Linked DNA regions of Mus musculus: regions 2, 3 and 4 are each linked to region 1. The links are chromatin contacts, called in public Hi-C and HiChIP or PLAC-seq maps. All regions are on one chromosome and are shown on one strand. Each heading gives the region's core, a stretch centred on a gene start, on an enhancer-like site or on the middle of the called end of the contact. The rest is flanking DNA. Distances are from core to core; before and after follow the strand shown.

Evidence for each region. Hi-C and Micro-C count contacts between places; a contact is called where the count stands out from the background. HiChIP or PLAC-seq counts read pairs in DNA pulled down with a chosen protein or histone mark.
Region 2: a contact with region 1 is called in a FOXA1 HiChIP or PLAC-seq map of pancreatic cancer cells. The contact joins two enhancer-like sites. A contact is called at or near these places in 1 of 15 datasets of contacts at CTCF or cohesin (CD8 T cells), 24 of 484 Hi-C or Micro-C datasets (CD8 T cells, CD8 central memory T cells, the CH12 cell line and 16 more) and 9 of 115 datasets of contacts at active chromatin or transcription factors (CD8 T cells, bone marrow-derived dendritic cells, bone marrow-derived macrophages and 6 more).
Region 3: a contact with region 1 is called in a BATF HiChIP or PLAC-seq map of CD8 T cells, with 8 read pairs. The contact joins two enhancer-like sites. A contact is called at or near these places in 2 of 15 datasets of contacts at CTCF or cohesin (both in the NIH/3T3 cell line), 22 of 484 Hi-C or Micro-C datasets (the C2C12 cell line, CD8 central memory T cells, the CH12 cell line and 17 more) and 6 of 115 datasets of contacts at active chromatin or transcription factors (CD8 T cells, effector CD8 T cells, embryonic fibroblasts and 3 more).
Region 4: a contact with region 1 is called in a Hi-C map of CD8 T cells, with 6 times the contacts expected there. The contact joins two enhancer-like sites. A contact is called at or near these places in 1 of 15 datasets of contacts at CTCF or cohesin (pro-B cells), 10 of 484 Hi-C or Micro-C datasets (the C2C12 cell line, CD8 T cells, Th1 cells and 5 more), 10 of 115 datasets of contacts at active chromatin or transcription factors (CD8 T cells, the HPC-7 cell line, Th17 cells and 7 more) and 2 of 9 other capture datasets (bone marrow-derived macrophages and embryonic stem cells).

The regions. Positions count from the first base shown.
Region 1 is chr17:44,457,041-44,462,107 of GRCm38.p6, reverse strand. No RefSeq gene overlaps it. Among named protein-coding and RNA genes, the nearest start is that of Runx2os3, 100 kb to the left of the region's middle. Within about 2 kb of position 2,872, at least 43 of the 459 cell types and tissues checked have an H3K27ac peak or open chromatin away from gene starts, as enhancers often do. A contact at or near this core is called in CD8 T cells, the NIH/3T3 cell line, Th1 cells and 4 more, where this site is marked.
Region 2 is chr17:44,614,921-44,619,935 of GRCm38.p6, reverse strand. All of the region lies in intron 5 of Runx2 (runt related transcription factor 2), which reads left to right. Among named protein-coding and RNA genes, the nearest start is that of Runx2os3, 55 kb to the right of the region's middle. RefSeq lists an enhancer at 292-2,216. Within about 2 kb of position 1,530, at least 76 of the 459 cell types and tissues checked have an H3K27ac peak or open chromatin away from gene starts, as enhancers often do. A contact at or near this core is called in a colorectal cancer cell line and pancreatic cancer cells, where this site is marked.
Region 3 is chr17:44,596,461-44,601,768 of GRCm38.p6, reverse strand. It overlaps a transcript of Runx2 not described here. Among named protein-coding and RNA genes, the nearest start is that of Runx2os3, 37 kb to the right of the region's middle. Within about 2 kb of position 2,473, at least 45 of the 459 cell types and tissues checked have an H3K27ac peak or open chromatin away from gene starts, as enhancers often do. A contact at or near this core is called in CD8 T cells, the NIH/3T3 cell line, Th1 cells and 1 more, where this site is marked.
Region 4 is chr17:44,659,265-44,664,177 of GRCm38.p6, reverse strand. All of the region lies in intron 3 of Runx2 (runt related transcription factor 2), which reads left to right. Among named protein-coding and RNA genes, the nearest start is that of Runx2, 75 kb to the left of the region's middle. Within about 2 kb of position 3,502, at least 27 of the 459 cell types and tissues checked have an H3K27ac peak or open chromatin away from gene starts, as enhancers often do. A contact at or near this core is called in CD8 T cells, memory CD8 T cells and muscle stem cells, where this site is marked.

The DNA of each region.
Region 1 (5,067 bases), core at 1,623-4,122:
ACCTCACCTGTTTATCCAAAGCGTTCTACCAGGAAGGGACACTTTAAACAGAAGAGAGGGAGAAGGTATATTATAAGATGAGACTCTCGAGGAGAGGAGAAGGATCATAGCATGTAAAAATCCTGTGACAGGAAAAAAGGCCTGAAGAATAGTAAATAAGCTGGGCTAGGAAGATAGGGCAGAATGGGAAAGTAGACAGTATAAGCACAGCATATGCAGGTTCAGGCTTTTATTCTAAGTTGTGAAGGTTTTCTCGTTCTGTCTCTGTCTCTGTCTCTGTCTCTGTCTCTGTGTCTCTCTGTCTCTGTCTCTCTCTGTCTCCATCTCTGTCTTTGTCTCTCTGTATGTATGCATATCTTTGCTTGGGAACACATGTGTGTAGACCTGAAACTAATGTCAGAAATCATCCTTGATAGTTCTTTTACTACTGTCTTTGGAGCCATAGTGTCTCCAGTAAAACCCAGAGCTCTAACATGGCTAGTCTCAATAGCCAACTTGCTCCTGGGATCTCCCTTCTCGGCCTTCAGAGACTCGGGGTTACAAGCAGGTCACTGCACTCAGTTGGTAGGTATGCGGGCTCCGGAATCCAAACTCTCTTTAGCGCTGACACTTACTCAGTAACTCTGGCTGGCTGGGGAGAACAGTCTGTACATGGGACCCACTGGGAAGTCTTCACAGCATAGGGTGGTCAGATTGCTACATAGTAACAATAGAAGCACAGAACGAAACTCTCTCTTGAGTATAGCCGTCATCCATATGTCTTCTTCAAAGTCCCGAGAGCCAGGCATGGCCATGTAAGCCTGAAACCCTAGAGCTTGGCAGGTTAAGCCAGGAGAATGGCCATGAATTTGAGGCCATATATATATACATACATATATGTGTATGTGTGTGTGTGTGTGTGTGTGTGTGTGTGTGTGTGTGTGTGTGTAGTGAGTTTGAGGCCAGCCTGGACTGCCTAACAAGACTCTCAAAACAAAACAAAACAAAACAAAACAAAACAAAACAAAACAAATAATCTGTGGATGGTAGTCCATCTCTGTAACCCTAGCATGTGGGAGGCAGAGAAAGGAGGACCAGGAGGAGTTCAAGGTCACCTTCAACTACTTAGCAAATTGGAGGGGAGCCTGGCCTATATAAGAACCTGTCTCAAACACAAAACAACAAGGAAAGGAAAGGAGAGGAGAGGAGAGGAGAGGAGAGGAGAGGAGAGGAGAGGAGAGGAGAGGAGAGGAGAGGAGAGGAGAGGAGAGGAGAGAAGAGAAGAGAAGAGAAGAGAAGAGAAGAGAAGAGAAGAGAAGAGAAGAGAAGAGAAGAGAAGAGAAGAGAAGAGAAGAGAAGAGAAGAGAAAAAGATGTAGAGAAAGGAAGGAAAGAGAAAGAGAGAGAGAGAGAGAGAGAGAAAGGAAGGAAGGAAGGAAGGAAGGAAGGAAGGAAGGAAGGAAGGAGAGAGGAATCCAAATCAACAAGAAGAAAACAAAGCACTCGCCCTCCCCCTAACAAACAAGACTTGGATAACTGTATAACATCTCCTCCATTGAAATGGACAAGCTTCTCCTTGGTACCCTGGGTGGCTTGGAGGATGACATGCGATAGTCATTATTTGAAGTTTTATTTCAGCCCCTTCTTCGGCAAGCAACAAAATGACTATTTGCAGATCATCGTTCACTGAAAGGTCTCTGGTGAGATGTGTTCCCTTGAATCAGGTTTCTATTGCACAAGAGCCCTTCCGGGAGAGTGTAAAAGGCAATGATGGTGTGAGATAGGAGAAACCTTGACCTTTACCGCAAGGTTTAGCCCACTGACTGACAATAAGAATTGAAAATCTCAAAGAGCCTGAGCTGAGTGAATCGTGGCAAGCAACTGTAGGGAGAGGAGATGAGATGAGACTCTTGTTTTGCATCAACACATGTCCAAGGTTAAATTTGAAGTAGCACATGCCCAAGGTTAATGAGCCTATATGTTAAAACAAACAAACAAACAAACAAAAAGTCAAAATCTTGAGAAGAGAAAATAATTGCTGAGTCTGGTGAGACCTGTTTGGGTATTGTAGGTCGAGTGGCATCAGTCGTGGCTACGTGTACTTGACTGTGGATCCTTGTTCCTCTGGCTGTTGTTAACTGGTTGTCTAGTGGGCTGCAATGTACTGCTACTGGGAATATCTGACAGTGTCACAGTCTGGCTTCTTGTCTCCATTTCTTCCACAGGAGAATGGAAATGTTCTGAGTTCTTTAAGTGGCAGAATCCTGTAGGGTTCTGCACATACTTCTACCATTCCATTCACGAAAATCTAATCTTGTTTTTTTTTTAAATGGTTGGCCTAGAAGAATTCATTTTATGCAATTGCAGAGGACAAAAATATGATTCAGAAATAGTAATAATAGTAATAATAATAATAATCAGATGATGAGGGGCTGGGGAGATGGCTCAGTCATCTTGTTTTGAGAAGCATAAAAGCCCAAGTTCAGTACCTAGAATCTTCTAGATTGTCCTCTGGCCACCACACACATGCACGATATGCACTTGCACGTATATACAGGCATACACATGTATATACACACACAGAGACACACACACATACAGAGAAAGAGGGGACTACAATGAATGTGTGAAGTTGGGAAAATTCATAGCCAAGCTCTACTGAGTCTCGTTTGGGTTCTGGTGTTGAACATAATATCCAGGAGGGGGATGCTGTACTATTCCCCCTTACCATATGCCCCTCAGGTCAAATATTCACATTAAGGTTCCCTTGTCCTTGGAAACTATGCACTTGTCAGAGACACAATCACATAGCAAATTCACCGGGAAATTGTGAGCCATGACTCATGGTTTTGTTTGTTCTGCAATTGTGAAATTTTCAAAAATATTTTATTAAGATTGAAACCGAAACTTCACGGGGAGCCCTGAAAGCTTCATAGCAGACTGTTCTCCTGAGCTACCCTGCAACTCTAGTCATGAGATGATGCCTTGGCCATGGAGTTACCCTGCTGTGACTCTGATGTGCCAAGGGAACAGAAAATTGCTAGCCAGAATCCTGCTGAGCCTTGTAGGCACCCGACTATAGGCATCCATTAGTCTAACTGTAGCTTGTCCATAAAGGAAGACTCTTCTCCCAGATCCTTTTTAAATACTGCCCCACATCCAGAATCTAGCTCTCATAGCCGGGTCTGCATCCATGCCATGCCAAGCATCCAAGCCTTTCCCAGCCAGGCACCATGCTCTTGTTGCAAATTGTATTTTCATAGGAACTTTGATTCTGAAAATGTAGTTGGCCCAAATGCTGCCCCGCTCTACCTTCCAGGAAGGAGAGGATGACTTCGTGTGACCTTTGCTCACTAGTGTCTCAGCCCTGCGACCTGAGAACCATTTGATGGAGCTATAAGCATCCAGAGATGTGCCTATGGATCCCCAAATGGACCTAGGAGATCTCTGTCCTCTAGCTAGGTTAAATCCAGGAGCCATCTGCCACAGCCTGAGGCCATTTGGAGAGGCTCTGGAACCCAACTCTATTACCTATCCACTGCTCCTTTAACTTTTCTGTGTCTTAAGATCTTTCTTTAATGTCCTTCATTCTCTTTGTTTCTTACACTCTTTCTGCCTCCTCTTCCTAAGGGTTTTCTGAGCCTTTAGATTTGACGAAGACATCCATTTAGGGCTGAGTGTTCAAAGGTCTCTGCATAATGTCTGGTTGTGGGTCTCTGTATTTTTTCCCATCTGCTGCAGGAGGATGCAGGCTGCATGGTGAAGACGGTTGAACAATGCACTGATCTATGGGTCAATGGAATGCCATTAAAATTATTTTATTGTTATGATTTTTGTCTAGAACAGTAGTAATTAATTTTACTCTAGGTCCATAGGCTGTCTAGTCTCTGGTACTTGGTCACCCAAGCAGTGTCACATATGGGTTCCATCTCATGGGGTGGGCCTTAAGTCAAATAAGTTATTGGTTGGCAACTCCTATAAGCTTTGTGCCACCATTGTCCTGGCTTTCTTGCAGGCAGAACAGCATTGTAGATCAAAGCATTTGTGGTTGAGTTGGTGTTTACGTTTCTATTTGGTAGCTTGCAGAATAGCGTTCTGTACCAAAGACACTAGACTGTAGGTGTGATGTTAGCCTGATTTCTTATATCACTCATGCACCAAGAATGTCACCACCCACAGTGGGCTGGGCTCCCGCACATCAATCATTAATTGGGAGAATAATCTATGGACGTGCATGTGTGGAGATCTAGGTAGAAGAATGTTCTGAATTGAAGTTCTTTCCAGATAACTCTAGTTTGTATCAAGTTGACAAAAACCTACCCAGGACACCTTGATACCACAAAAGTCAGAAGGAACTGTAGCACAATTTCATTGGCAAGACCATGATGTCAGGTGACACCTCCTGAGTGCCTATCATACTAGGGGCCACAACACTTAGTACTTTTACCCAGCTTAGGCCAATGAAATTCCAATGAATTTCTAAAAGTAGCATGATGGTCCATGTTGATTTTCAAACTGACAGCATTAAAAATCACCAAGGAAATGCAGGCATATCTGTGAGAGGCTTTCCAGATTGGGAAATTGGGATGGGAAGATCCACTGGGCATATGAGTGGCACCATTTGTTGGAAGGTCTGGGGCCCCAAGCTGAATAAAAAGGAGACGTGAGCTGAGTATCAGCGTTCAGTTCTTTCTGCTGATGTTTCACACACTCAAATGTAACATTAGAATGTAACATAACGACACTATGTTACAGGTGCCTCAAGCTCTGGTTGCCATGACTCCCCCACCCCACCCCTGCCATGATGGACTGTGTTCCCTTGAACTGGGAAGCCAAATCAAATCTTCCCTTAAGTTGCTTTGGTAAGGTTTGGTTTTTTTTGTTTTTTTGTTTTTGTTTTTGTTTTTGTTTTTGCCACAGCAATAAGAAGAGTGCCTAATACCACTCATCCTTGTATTCTAGAGAAGATGGATCGAGGTGAGCTGTCTCTGCTTATTTCAGTTGAAGCTGGGATTTAAGCCAGTTTGCCCTCAAAGCCGGGATGCTTCTCTTTCTGCCCCCTGGATCTCATAATGAACACTATGACTAT
Region 2 (5,015 bases), core at 281-2,780, 160 kb before region 1:
CTTGAGAGAGTACCTTAGCAGAGATGGTGGCAGAAGGGACACACAGTTCTAGGGCCAGGGTCACTGTGTACTCATCTGCTTACAAGAACTGTAACTTTACGGGAATCACTTCTTTGAGCTTTGAGTTTGTCATTCAGAAGATGGGGTTGGTGACGCAGTCTCCGTTGTGGAAGATCTACTTATAATATAAGTAGCAAGGGTGTTATGGATGTCATCCTGCCTGCTCACCAGAGCTGTGGTAGCGCGGCCTCAGCTGCTGGGTTGGCCATTCATCCATTTAAGCCAATCTCCGTTCACATGTGGGATGATGTAAATACCAGAACACTTAGAGGAGCTCAGGGGAAGAGCAGAGCCTGGTTGGTTAAGCAGTCACTAGGTCTGGTTCCCAGCCCATCAGCCCGAAATGGCAGGTCGGAGCATTCCTGCAGCGTGGGGTTAGGCTTGCCCCCAGGCTGCAAGGAAATGCTGCTCAGCTTTCCACTGCACCCCACAGGGCAAATGAAAACTGAGGACCCCTTCCCCATGCTACCCAGCCCATTGGCACCCATAGTTAACCCTGAGGAGAGTATATTCAAATCTCATGTTTTATCTAAGAAAAAAATCATGTGAACTTTTTGTCTGTCTTAATATAAGATATTTTAAGCTACCAATATCACTCAGGTATCCCGTGAGGAGCCTTTCCACTTGCTGTTTTCTTCTGTTCCATGGCTTCCTGTCAGCTTAAGCTTTGGTGTCACATATGTAAGATGTCAACTAACTTTATACTTTTAATACAGTCCAAGTTACCACTAGCTCAAGTCATGAGAAAGTACCAGGCTGCACTCTCTGTATTCTAGCTTTAAAAATAAAAATAAGAAAGGAAGGAAGAAAGAAAGAGAAAGAAAAAGATTTTTCTTAGGAACAATTTATCATTTAGTTGTAATTTTTAAAATAATCTTAATTGACCACATATGCTATCAAATAAGAGTTGCTCTCCTAGCCTCTGCCTCCCGCCCCTGCTCCCCGCCTCCCTGGGCTCCCTCGTGCGCACATGCGCACTTCACTGCTTTCGGCCAGGATGTCAGAAAATTAATTACACTGCTCCGGGTAGATACCATCACAGGAAAGCCGCCCCAGATTCAAGATAAGATTACGATATAGAAGCTGTTATTTTTAGGGGGAAAGACTACTGCTTCCCAATCTCTTTGCCTCGTTTTCCTAGTTTCTCCCATTTTAATCCTGGCTCCATATTTTCGTAGCCATAACTCATTAGTGGTTTTTAATTTTTCTGAAACTGAAATAGGGTCTGAAAGGGTGGATTTGCCCCCTTTTCCCTCCTTTTTCCCCTCCTCTTTTTTTTTTTTTTTTTTTTTTTTTCCTGGCTAATCGGAGGAACGCAGCCACATCTGAAGCCACTTGGCTCATTATGAATTTCATGGAAACTGATTCTCTGAAAGTGTTTCCATATGTGTGTTCCCAATATATCCCATCCTCTCTAAATGGGAGCACAGACGTGTGCATGGGCTGGAAATGGCTTCAGGATGTGACAGAGCAGTCATATGACTCGCGGCACCGTGGGTGGCCCCTTCTGAAAGACAGGGTGTCCTGGGTGCTGGCCTCCTTCCTGCAGCGGATCTGGTTTCAAAGACTATCCACCCTTCCTTTAAAATGTTCCTAATCAAGGCCTAGCAAGATCGTTCCCCCTCTTCCCGGTCCTCTCTTCCACCCGCACAGCCTTTGGCTCCTTCCTTCTCCTTTGCTCTGGGTCTCTGGATACAAACACACAAGCTCACACATCTTTTACCATCTGTCCCCTTTCCCTTTCACAGAGTGGAAGTATATTATTCCAGCAATATCCTTAAAACTGGGGTGGGTTTAAGGAGTAGTTGCTGTTGCCAGGGTCCCCTGCTCTTGCCTGCTCTCTTTCCTCCAGTGTGACAGACTTTCCTAGCCTTAGGATCGGCTGGTCTGTCTGATTTTGTGAGTAATGCTGTGAAAAGCACAGATTATTACAACATTGAAAACAAATATTTATACTGGAGATTTGAGGCACCGTGTGTGTGTGTGTGTGTGTGTGTGTGTGTGTAACTGCAGAGCTTGTTAGTCATTTCATTGTCTTAAATATTGGCTCTATTTCTCATTCTGATGTTTCCTTTAGCATGGTTTTCTGCACTTCTCCCAAAGGTGTGTTTTTCTAATTATTAGGGGATGAAGTGGAGTCCAGTGTTGTTCTGCTTAGTCATGTTTGGTATGAAGGGACCAATTCAGAGACAACCGATATAAAATCCCTTTAAAATCTCAGTGTGAAGATACAGAGGAATGTTTTATGTGCAATCTAAAATTGATTCTTGGATTATGACTTCTGGAGACCAAACTGCTATCCATTTGCCCAGCAGTACTTGCTTTTCCATTATGTATTGTAGAGGATCTAAAGGAAGGATGGGATGGGAAGAGTCACTTGGAAAAATCCTGCCTTTGAAGCATGAGGATGTGGGTTCAGATCTTAAGCACCCAAAGAAAAGTCAGCTGGGGGGTGGGGGGATACAAACCGGTGGATCCCTCCGCCAACCCAGCCGAATTGATAAGCTCCCTGTTTAGAGAGAGACTCTGTCTCAAAAACATAAGGTGATTGAAAAAGACACTGAAAATCTCTGGGCTCTGCTTGTAAACATGCATATACATACACACTGACACACACACTCACACACACATACCCTGATACACACTGACACACACACACTGACACACACACACTGACACACACACACACTGACACACACACACATACATACACTGACACACACTGACACACACATACATACACTGACACACACACCCCTACACTGACACACACACACATACACGAGAGAAAGGAGGGGAAGGGAAAGGAGACAAACACAAGAGACACACAAGAGAGAGACAAGACACACAACACACACAACACAAGAGAGTTCATTTTCTTAATATGTTCTTCCAAGTTAACAAAATAATGTTTTAAAGTAAACCTTATTATAAAAAACTTTGCAAATAAGTAAAAACCTCACATACCAAGATTAACCAGAGCCAGGGTCTATACAACCCAGTGAGCTTTTATACAGTGAGAATTGGCGTTCAGAATGGAAGCTGTGAATTAGGTTTTACACTTTTATTATTGGATCTATTTTATGCACTTATCTACCATCAAAAATACCAAACCAACCAACCAGACAGACAAACACCCAGGATAGAGTTCGACTTAGAAAAACAACCAGCTTTGTATTCTCTCTTCTAACTCATGTGCATTATCTGCATCTGCCCTTCCTGCTCCCCTGTATATTTACCTTGTCCTGTTTCTCCATGTTTCCTGTAGCCATGTGCACATTTGTTTCCATATATACATATATTATTGGCCATATCCCACTTGTGAGAGACTGAAAATGCAGTTTCTTTTTTGAGATCATGTGATCTTACTTAATAATATGCATCTCATCCATTTTCTTGCAAATTTTAAATTTCACTTTTTAGAGCTAAGTAGTATTCCATTATGTAATATATAAAAATGTGTGTGTATGTATATATATTATTCTATATATGTTAAGTAGTATTCCTATATATATTAAATGTGATATCTATATCTATCTACATTTCATATATATCCGATTTTCATTATCCAGTCACTTGTGGAGGGACAACTAAGGTTGATTCCAGCTCTCTCCTCTAGTGAATAAGGCAACAATTAACACGGAGTATAGCAAGATATGGAATTCTCTGGGTATACACCAAGGGGAGAGAAAAGTAGTTGGGTCATATGGTTGTTCTGTTTTTAGGAGTTTTGTTTTGCTTGTTTTTTAAAGAAGCCTCCAAACTGATTTCCACTATGGCTATGTTAATCTGCTCTTTTTAAAATTACGAAGTAAAAATATCTATCTAAAAACAACATTAATGCCAATGTCCATGTTTTCATTTAAATGGCTTGGTAGTATTTATGGACACAAATATCCCAGGTATGCATGATAAGGAAGTAGTACAGATTTATACACCATGGGAGGTGGGCGTTCTGCTCGTGGTCATGAGTTCTTCAGTTGGTGCTTGCTTTCCTTGCTCTGGGAACCCTGTGTGGGGTAGCCACAGTCAAACTTAGCCGAGAGCCCCAAGTTTGTGACCATCCACAGGAAGCATCCACATCCGGAGGAACAGGACAGGCTATGTAGAAACCAACTGTGCATGCATACAAAGGTTCCTTGTCGTCCCACCTTAGCACAGTAGCCCTGCTGAGTCTCATCAGGTGCCCTTCCCACCACCACTTTCTGTCTTATCAGGTGGCAGAGGAGAGGGGAAGGGGATGGAGAGGGGAGATGTTGGGTCTGTGACCGGAGGACACTTTGGAGTCCCTGTTGTCCCTGACCCTCATGGACTCATAGACTCTTGTGTCTTAACTGTCAAAATTATCTATGTTTCATTCTCTTTAGCTCTTCTTTCCTTTCCTCTTCTTCCAGTTTTAGCTATGGAAGGTGGGGTCTTTTTGCAAGCTAGGCAAGTGCTTGTACCGTGGCGCTACATCCCAGCCCCATTAATGATGATCAATGACTCTGAAATGCTGGCTGTTCATACAAGTGCAGATGTTCAGAGAGATTCAAGTTTACTCCCCCATTACCTTACTGACTCCAAAGAAACCCCATGACTTTAATGGCAGTGATGCCGCAGGCTCTTGGGCAGGGACAAGTGTACCAGCTGTGTGGAAGGGCACACGTCTGCTCTGCTTCTCCCCACTTCCCTGTTCATCTCTTCCCCAAGGTCTTGCCAGTGCTCACTGGCTCTTAGGTAGAGTGGGTGTCAGGAAGGAAGGGACAGGATGCTAATAAAACAGGGACATCTGTTTCTTAGTGGCAGATGTTGCTGGATGGGTGCTCTGAAGTCTGAGGTCAGGTGACTTGCTGAGGGCTGAGAACATCTTTGTGCCCATTAAAAAGAGCATTTAGCACGGACTTAGGTGTGCAGTGTACTCAACCTACACTTTAGATTTCATGTCAACATTGCTTAATGCATCTTTTTCTACA
Region 3 (5,308 bases), core at 1,224-3,723, 140 kb before region 1:
AAACACCTTAGCTCTGTGTTACAGAGTTTATTTGGCTGGGAAATGGGTATTGCCATGTAAACAGGAAGTCCCCCTGAAGTTATTATCTACAGATGTGGTTGAAGAGCCACATGTTTGTATTTATGAGACTTGAAAACAGTCTGGAAAGCAAGGGAGAATGTCGGGGAGCTCTCGGTCACGGCACAGGTCTCACAGCAATGCAGGCTCGCCCCCACCCCCATTCCTCTTAAGAATGGATGGCAAACAGTAAGGAGACAAGCAAAAGCCAAGGTGAAACCCCGACTAGCTAGCTCCCTTGACAGAGCTCCCGCCTGGACCTAAGCTATCCGGTTAGAAGTAGGGAATCCATTTGTAGTGTCTGTCCCAGCTCTGTAAAAATCAGTTTGGAGGCCTTTCCTAGAAAACAGTGCTAAAACTGAGTGACTGAGGACAGCACCATCGGCGCCCAAGGTCTCTCAGGGGAGGTGGAAGACTACTTTTCTCATTCCTGTGACTTCAAAGGCATCACCAGTTCATCCACAAAAGGCCATGCATCCTCATGCGCTTGCTCTTCACATCAGTTAGACATGTCTAATCTGCTTGCACCCAAGGGCTGCTCACCCCTGCTCACTGCAAGGTGTTCCTCTCCCATGGCTGTCCTCTTCCTTTCCCGGCTTTCTCCTTGGTCTTGGAGTTAAGAGAGGCCAGGTAGGGCTACGAACAGACTCTTCTTTCCTCCCCATCCTCCCTCTGCATCCCGTAAGCCTCTTTGGGACTTCCTAGGTGCTTCTCAGCAGTAGCCGTTCAATCTGGAGACGTTGAGAATGGGAATTTTAAAGGCTGCTCCTCAAAACTTAGATGAGGTGGTGATATAGAGGACAGCAGACAGTGGTGGCAGCGGGGATGTGTATCCAGGCAAACAGGCCTGAAGGGAGGGATGGAGAGGAGAGCACCCATTAGAGGAAACCGAAGTGTACCCTCTCGGGGATGGCATTGGTTTGCCTGAGGTGTGATTCCTGGGTTTTGGGGATGGCCTGGGGAAAGCACTGCTATCCCACAGTTACTAGTTCTTCACGTGGACAGGGATGCAGGATGCTCCTGGAGTTAGAGAAGCACATGGGCAGGGGATACAGGATGCTCCTGGAGTTAGAGAAGCATGATGAACTTGACATTTGAGAAGAAGCAGTTGCTAATTTTTGTAAAGCTTCTTGTGACTCAACCCAGTCCTGTTGGTCAGAATCGCTCAGCCAATCATAAAGCAGAAAGATGCCATTCTGGAAATTTGCTTAACCTTTACTAAGACTTATGTCATTTTCTGACCTTGTCATGATGTCATGTTGGTGTCTGGCCACTTAGCACAGTTGTTTTGTTTTTTTAAAAAACCCTGTTTTATTTATTTACTTTTTTTTTTTTTTAGCATTTTGAATGTTGCTTGCTTCTTTCTGCTCACTTCCATGTATGTGTGCGTGGTGTGCATGTGTATTTGAGTGTGTGTACTTACACATATGTGGGAAGGATGTGCATTGCCTGAGGGGACCAAGGTTGACATATGGAGTCACTTTCAATCACCCTGCACTTTATTCATTGAGACAGGATCTCTCATTTGAACCCAGAAGTCAGAGATGGCTAGTCTGGCTGGCCAGCTTGTCTCAGGGCTCTCCTCTGCCTTCCTTGTATCTACTGGAATAACGGGCAGTCTGCCATACCCAACATGCTTTCATGTGGGTTTTGGGCATGCAAACTCAAGTCAGTCTTTATGATTCTGAGTCAGGGACTTTATCCACCCAGCCATCCCCACAGCTCACTTTTTAAAGGCTATGTGCTCTTACCAGCTCATTTGGTCCTACTCTGAGACACTAGGAAGTGAAGTATCCCACCTGCCATTTTTAAAAAGCAAAAGCAAGCAAGCAAAAACAACATACAGAAAAGATCACCCCCCCCCCCTTCTCTCTCAACAAAATTCTGCTGGAAGACAAAGTGACAAAGGAATGTGACGAGTTAGGACCAGAACAAAAATACAACCAGTCTTCATGTGGCTTTGTATTCTACAGGTCTTAGGAAACTTCTACGGTGTCAGAAGTACTAGAGTTAGCCTGAATGTGGGGGAAGGGTAGAGAAGAGCAGAGCTCAGACATAGTGCACTTAGAGATGGTGTGTTAGGTAGGGGTTCCAAGAGCTTCCAAAGTAGAATCTCACAATGGGTTGATTTAACCATACTACAGATATGTTATTTTAAACCAACCAACCAAAAAACCCCACAAACAAACAAAACCCCAACAACAATAAAAAACCAACCCCCCCCAAAAAAACCCAACAACAACAACAACAACAACAACAACAACAAACCCATGCAGCACCGAACTTACAGGGGCAGGGGTCCTGATGAAATGGTTTAAGGCTTTAAATGTCTCCCTCTGTCATCCTCTCTTCCCTCAGTCAAGTCACTGCCTGGTTTTGGAACACCATCCTTTTCAGCCAGTCAAGCAACTGACTAGTTTCACTTTCTGTCTCTGGGTTCTCCTCATTGTTCTGCCTCCCAAAAAGACATGGGCTCTTGGCCTCTACTGGTCTAACCTTCGGCCTAACTTTTCCATTGGAATTCAATATTTAAGATTATAGACCATGAGGGTCATGATGGCTTTGCCCCTTTGGCAGGGGTTGAGGAAACTTTGGCGGGGGAGAAGGTGGCAGTCTCTGGGCAGAGAAAATGTGTCTGGCTATGACCATATTGTCCTTGGGGCATTGGCAGAGGAGAAATTCTAAGATGACCACGGAAGAGGATTCTCACTGGAATCTTCTAGAACAGGTGGTGCAGAAATTGGCTGGTGGGATCAGTTTGCAGTTCTGAGCCATGGGAGGCAGAGAAGTCTCTAAGGAGGGAGCAAGTGCTGAATCTGACCAAGGAGTTAAGTGGTTAATAGGAACTAGGGCTTTTTATTGGCTAATAAAACCTCTCAAGGATCATACACACACACACACACACACACACACACACACACACACACACATATATATATATATACATATATAAATAAATAAATTATATGGTTCCTTCAGGCTCCTAGTCCAGTGCTCAAAAGCAGAAAAAGACAAAAACAACAACAAAAGCTAGTTCTTTTAAATACCAGCACAGCTCAAGTCTTGTTTACTTTTTCATTTCCGCAGTTGTTAAAAAGAAAGAAAGAAAGAAAGAAAGAAAAAAAAGGCTAGTGCTTCAGATTTATCACTCTGGAGCTCAGGACTAGAGGTTCCTGCCTCCTCAGGAAAGGGAACATAAGCCCAGCCTCTCTGTTTCAGGAGAGGGAGACCCATGGTGGAGACTTTAGGAAGAGGGAGGAAGGACAGACCCTGCATGAGCCACATCTCTGATTCCAAATGCAAATGATCTCTGTCCTTTTATTACCGGGGTACTGTTCTCCCGACAGAGCGGGATGTTCTTATTTTTAATAATAGCCAGACCAGATGCTAACTGCTCCCCAGTGACAGGCTGGATGAGCGAGAATGCAAACAGCTGATTCCTGTTAAGAAGAACACCAAGAGAATAAGCCAGCAACTATGAGAATTCTCTGGAAGCTTTTGCTTTGTAAACCCCTGTTTGGCAGAAAGATCACAGAATCTGAGCTGAAAACACAATGTGTCCCCCCTGCGCCTGCTCCCCGTCCGGCTGCTTACTGGGACCCTGAAGCCTCTTGCTTTGCCATGCAGCCCTGTTCTGAATTATCCAGAGGACAGGCTCCAGGTTCCTCCAGAGGGAGGGTCCAAAGCTCTGGTCCCTTTGACTTTGAATGACTGTAGAAAAAAATATTCATCAGTAGGAGGAACTTTTCACTGGCTCCTTTGCCATAGAAAATAGTAAAATCCTGACCACGAGCCAATTTTTTAAAATGGCATCTTTGTTCCATCTTTCTGACTCCTTCTTCCCCCTGTCAGAGCCCATCAATCTGTCAGATTCTATTTTGTTTTAGCATATGAGCCATTTGCAACAGGCTTTCTTCTTTCCCAATGACCTATCAGAGATAGTATAGAGCTTCTTGTTCTGAGAGGACTCGGGCTACCCTGCTATTATTTCTGGGAGACTGAGGTGCCCGTGGTAGGGGTCTATGGGATTTGGCTCCCAGGGCCATATGGGAGACTCATTCCAACAATCACCTTCAGTGTACTTTGTTGTTTTTCCTGTTTACTTCATACTCAATATCCCTAAGCATCCTTTTATCAACATCCATTCTTGCCATTTGGTGCAGAAAGAGCTCCCAGACCTTTTCCTCCTATGCTGTACTTGACATCCAGGTAGCCCAGATGGTACCCGGGGGAGAGAGAGCTTGGTGATCTAAGATGCTCTTCTCTTGGATGGCTTTGAAAGCCGTTGCTTCAATCTCTCTGCAGTAAGTCAGATCTAGTAGTGGTCACAGAATGCCGTGGGCACCTGCTACTTTTTGTAATGTTTCTTTTGTTTTATCTCAGTTTTCCCAGCGGCCCCCTGAAGAGGTTACAGTGTTTCTCTTCCCAACTTCACTGATAGGAAGCTGGGGTTCAGACTTGTCCCAGGTTACAGGGCTATTAAGTCTCAAGCCTAGATCTGCCTGATTGCAAAGGCAGCGCTCCTAAGTCCCGGATTTGCACACAATCTCCTTTCTCATCTATATAATGGAGGCTATGCGAAGCAAATGAATTAACGAGATACGAAAATGCCCTGCAAGGTGTCTGGCACGTAATAGGTGTAAAATAGAGGGTACCTATTATTACTCATGATAATTAAGATGATTATTTTAAAAAGCATACGAAAAACTTTCAATTAGTTTGAATCACAATAAAGCCAGAGCCACAAGTGGGATTTTTTTTTTATGTACAATTTTAACATTTAAAACATCTGAAAGTGATAGTTTTCTATAGAATTTGAACCCTTTTTCCCCCTTTCCTTTTCCTTTTTTTTCTCTTTCTTTTTCTTTTTCTTTTTCTTTTTCTTTTTCTTTTTCTTTTTCTTTTTCTTGTATGTATGTGTAGTGGTAGGGACCAACCCCAAAGCCTTCTGCTTGCTAGGCATGCACTTCACCCCTGAGCTAATAAATCCCTGATTCAAATCCCTTGCATCTTTTTCCCCCTATCAAACATGAAAACTACTTTTGCAGCAGGCCTCTTACCATAGGCACCGTCCCTAAGCAGCACAGAGCCCTCACATCACACTGGCCAGAAATATTAAGCACATCCACGCTTTCAGAACAACGGAGATTTTGGCCCTAATTTGACCCCAGCTATCTGTGGTCTCTTCCAAGGTTTTCCATTTAGTTTCATATAAACACCGCTACTGGCAAAAAAAAAAAAAAAAAAAAAA
Region 4 (4,913 bases), core at 2,253-4,752, 200 kb before region 1:
GATCATGCTGCAGAGATGTCTTTATTTGCATTGCTCACAGACCACACACTTCCCAGTCTCTTCATGCCAATTTCAGATGTCTGAGTTTTGAAAGCAGAAGTTAGAGTGGCCAGTCGCTATCCTTTGTGTGCGTAGGGATCAGCAGGGCTGTTGGCTACACTGTGGCCCAGGGGCTTAGCAGTTCCTCATGTGTCTGCTATAAGCATGTGTGAATGCTGTGACCTTTTGCTCATGCTTTTATTCTTGTGGGCCTGCGTCTATTGCAACAAAAGTCATATTCACCCACGTACACTGGGACTTTTTGAAAGAAATCTTTTTTGAAAACTACTTTTTGTTCTTGTCCATTTAAAATTCATTTTTGGTCATGACTTCCCCTGAATGGATTCTGCTGCACTGTCATGTCCTAAAATAAGCTGGTTGGCGATGGGAGAGCAAAGAACATTAGGGCTTATGATCAGGAAATCCAAGGGTTAGTCCCACCACTAACCATGTGACCTTGGGAAAGCCATGTCCTCCCATGGGAACTCAGGGTCCTCCCTGGGTCCTCATCCACAAAAGAGTACATTGCTTTCAAATGTAGAGTTTAGATTATATCTGCTACCCTTTCCATCTCTCCAGTTTTAAATTGCTTTCAACAGTGCTTAAGGATCACACTGAGAGAAGTGGGAGTTTTTCAAAAAGCCAGTGAACTTTAGCATAAATGTGTGGCCACTAGTCCAGTTTTCCAGGAAGCACCAATCAGGGCCTGTTTCTAAAGAAAGCCTTTGGCTACTGGCTTCCGTTAATGTTGCAAAAAGCCATGAAGCATTTTGAAGGGATAGTGTTGTAATATGATGCACTGCACCAGTAAGTTTTCTTCCAATCAAGATGTTTCTCTGAAAGGGGAGTCTATTGAGCTAGTCAGGGCTTGCATAAATATTTATTGAGCATCTACTGTAATGCAGGCACTGAGTAGATTATAAGAACCCAGCTGTTCACAAGAGACAGGACACTCATTTGCTTGGGATTTCAAGTTTTTTGAGGAGGGACAAATAAATATACAAGATAATTACAGATTGTGACAACTGCTACAAAGGAAGGTAAAGGCTGTGCTCCAGAGCGTGGGGACATATTTTGGTTATGGGAATCAGGGCGAGGCTTTCAAAACAGGTAGTAGTTACTCTAGATCTAATCAATAAGGAGTAGGCCATACAGAAAAATCAAGATTTTCATCTTAGGAGTATAGGGAAGTCCTGGCATGGGAGACTTCAGAGGAGACAGCGCCAGACACTCAGAGAGTCTGAGACTAAGGTTGCACTTGGAGGAATGCAGAGAACTGAGGAGATAGGAGAATGTATCAAGGCAGGAGTCCCAGCATTTGGGGTAGGCCGAATGTGGGACATAAGGACTAAGGAAAATATCTAAGCTCTTGACTGCAAGCGTCTGAGTGGCCAGTGATGTTCATTGACATTAGGGACTATATTGGAGCAATAGGCTGTTTTGGAGTATGACTCAAGGGTTCCGTTTTGAGTCTATGCATTTAAGACACCTGTGATACACCCTAAGGGATCCCTCAAGGAGGCAATGGGAGAGAGAAACCTAGGACTCAGGACAGAAGGTGGGGCTCCATCTAGAAGTTGAGGAGTCATTGGTGTGAAGGTGGGGCTTATGCTGGATCTCAGACAATCTTGGGCAGTGGTTTTTCTGGCCCCGCCTTTGTATTAGATGACAGGGAGCTTTAGGAAGATAACTTTCCTCCATCCACTCCGGGACCTGGGTGCTCATATCTTTCAGAGCTTGAGGGAGTCTTTTCCTATTCAGCCGGTCCAGAAGGATGACCGACTTATGGAGAAAGAAGCTTCAGCTAGAGGGGAGGCTCCAGGATGTGCTTTCACACAGCACCCCTCCCCCCATAGCTATGTGTGATTTGAGCACATGTTTTCATGAGTGTGTAGAGGCAGGTGTTCGTGTGTGTGTGTGTGTGTGTGTGTGTGTGTGTGTGTAGAAGCTTGAGGTTAACATCAGAATCCTTCCTCAGTTGCTGTCCACCTTATTCACTGAAGCAGAGTCTCTCACTGGTACCCAGAGCTCACTGGTATGGGGTAGTCTTGCTACCCAGTCTGTTCTGGAGATCCCCTGTCTGTCCCTTCTGAGTGCTGGGATTAGGTGAGCCCTATGCTTACCCACACTTGCTGGGTTCTGGGGATCCGAACTCTGGTCCTGTTGCTTGCATGGCAGGTGGGTGCTTATCTTCAGATCCTAGAGTCTTTCCTCTAGACTTTTTCCCCCTAGAGTAGTAACATAAAAATTGCCCACTCTCTGCATCTGCCTGCTGCTTGGCATAGCTCCTCTTAAGGAGCAAGTAAGGTTTAGTCCTCCAAACAGCAGGACCAGTCACCCTGTCCTTGTCTCAGTGTGTGACTCTGTTGTGTCCTGTGTTCTTAGTTCTGGAGGGATTGCCTGGTGCTGATGACTGCAGCATGTCTTTTAGCCTGTCATTTGAGTGCCCCGTGATGTGGTTTAGCGGCAGCCACTATTCGTCATGGTTGAAAGATGAAGAACCTATTTGGCTTTTGTTTAGCATTGTACTGTAAGGATCTTGTAGTGGTTGTGATGGTTTCTAGAAGAGGATAGAGAAACACAGAAAATCCATATGCTTTTCTATATTGGTATCCTCTGAAAGATACGCTATACATTATTCTAGGTTGTCTGCACATCTGAGGTAGCTGTCTTTGAGGATAACTCTAATGAAAAAAAATCGTTGGGCCTTTAAAAATTTCACCTGCTCTTTACATTTTTCACACCCAAGGACTATTCAAAGTCCTTTCCTCTTGTCTGCATTCTCCTAATAGGACCAGCACTGGGCTAAGAGTAAATAAAGATGTGCCCATATATTGTACATGCTGAACACACAGTGTGGTCTATATGAGTCCATGTAAGATTGAACAGCCTTCTCTTTAGCCTTCAGGGAAGTTACCACTCCATTCCAGAAAGTGGCTCCAAAAGCTTTTAATAGGTATGTCAGTGTGTGTGTGTGTGTGTGTGTGTGTGTGAGAGAGAGAGAGAGAGAGAGAGAGAGAGACAGACAGACAGACAGACAGAGACAGAGAGAGAGACAGACAGACAGAGACAGAGAGAGAGACAGAGAGAGACAGACAGACAGACAGACAGACAGAGACAGAGAGACAGAGAGAGAGACAGAGAAAGAGAGAGATCAGAAAAGAAAGAAGAGGAGGAAAGATATTCTATACATCTGACTATAACAAGTCTTTGTATAATAATTCCCTGATTGTGAAACTAGTTAGAGCCAGGGAGCTATACAAAGACAGTCTGCTACAGCCATTTATTTATTAAGAGAATGGGTGAGTTATTGTGATTGAATTTTAGCTATTCTTTCAGCTTAGGTTGAAAACTAGTCTTGACACCTCGCTGAGCTTACTTCTGAAGTGTTCTAGCTACACTGAGTGACCCGAGGCAGCTCAGAGAGGAAGACAGAAAGCCAGCATTGATGAGACCTCATGATGACTAGGAAGCTCACGTCCTACATGTAACAGCTGTAAAGCGGTGCTGGCCAAGCTAGTTAAGAGTTGAGGGTCATGGCCTAGGTGCCCCGCCTGGGCAGACTTTGGCCACTTCACCTATGAATAATTTATTCGTTTGGGTCTAGAGGCTTTTTTGGGTCACCTCTAAAGACCTTTAGGTGTGTAAAATCTATTTGCAATCTGTATAAACTGGGGGAAAATGACAATTAACAACGGATTTCCTTTGTTTTTTTCCTGATCATGTTTTCAACTAGGTCTAGTCCTTCTGTTACATCCACTGCCCAAAACACACACTGGCAGGAAGTAGGAGGTGGGTGCATTTCAGTTAATGGGCCCAGTTGGAACATGCTTGGCTGTGGAGACAGCTACACTCATATTACCAAGCCTTGGCTTCCTGTCTGTTTTCTTTGGGCTGGGTAGGCAATGAAAAGGGAGACAGGAAAATACATTTTGGGGCAAATAAAATAAGGAATTTGTCTTATGAAGACAGCTTATAGCTAGGGAATTCTAATGCTCAACTTAACCCTCTCCTGACATATTTGTCTCCCTTGTGCTGAATGTAGGGGAAGGTAAGGTGTCACAGCACTTAAGGCCATGACAGATACCCATTCCCGACAGAGGCTATTCATAATCCATGCTCAGGGTTTTTTCTTAGATGAGTAATAATCAGGTTCCCTGAGTTTTGCTTCAGAACGCATCTTCTCATTCAGTCATCATTCCCATACCATGCCTTGCATCAGTTCCCGTTGTTTGAGCACACATTCTAAAGTGCTGAGCAGCAGATAGGGCTCCCCAGCACAGCAACCCTCTCCTGTTAGGTGCACAGCCACACATGGTCACAGCACCAAGACACTGCCACATCCCTTATAGTAGATGAGTTTGTGACTTTTGAAGATGTTTCAGTACTTGATCTATTTTTAATTTGCACATTTCTTTAATACCCAGATTTCCTTTGCTGTATAACTTGAATAAACCAGAAGAAAGAAAAGGTCTGTCTGTCTGCCTATCTGTTTCTCTATTTCTCTCTCCTCCTTCCCTCTTCACTCCTCTTTTCTCTCTCTCCTCCTTCCCTCCCTTCCTCCCCCCCTCCATCCTTCCCCCCCCCCCCCCCGTCTTTCTCTCCCTCTCTCCCTCCCTCTCATAATGGGTGACCACATTCACAGTCACCTATTTGGCCCAACACCACTTTCCACTTTCTTGCATAAAGCTACAGTGGTAGATTTAAAAGAAAACATATTCTATGTGATTTAATGGGGTGTATTATACGCGTTTGGGCTTTAGCACATCTCAAAATCCCCAGATCTGTCCGTTTTGAAAATCTGATTTTCTTTGTCAGATTTCTTTTCTGACTTTCTTTGTATTTGTATTTGTATTTCTTTTCTTTTTATGTTT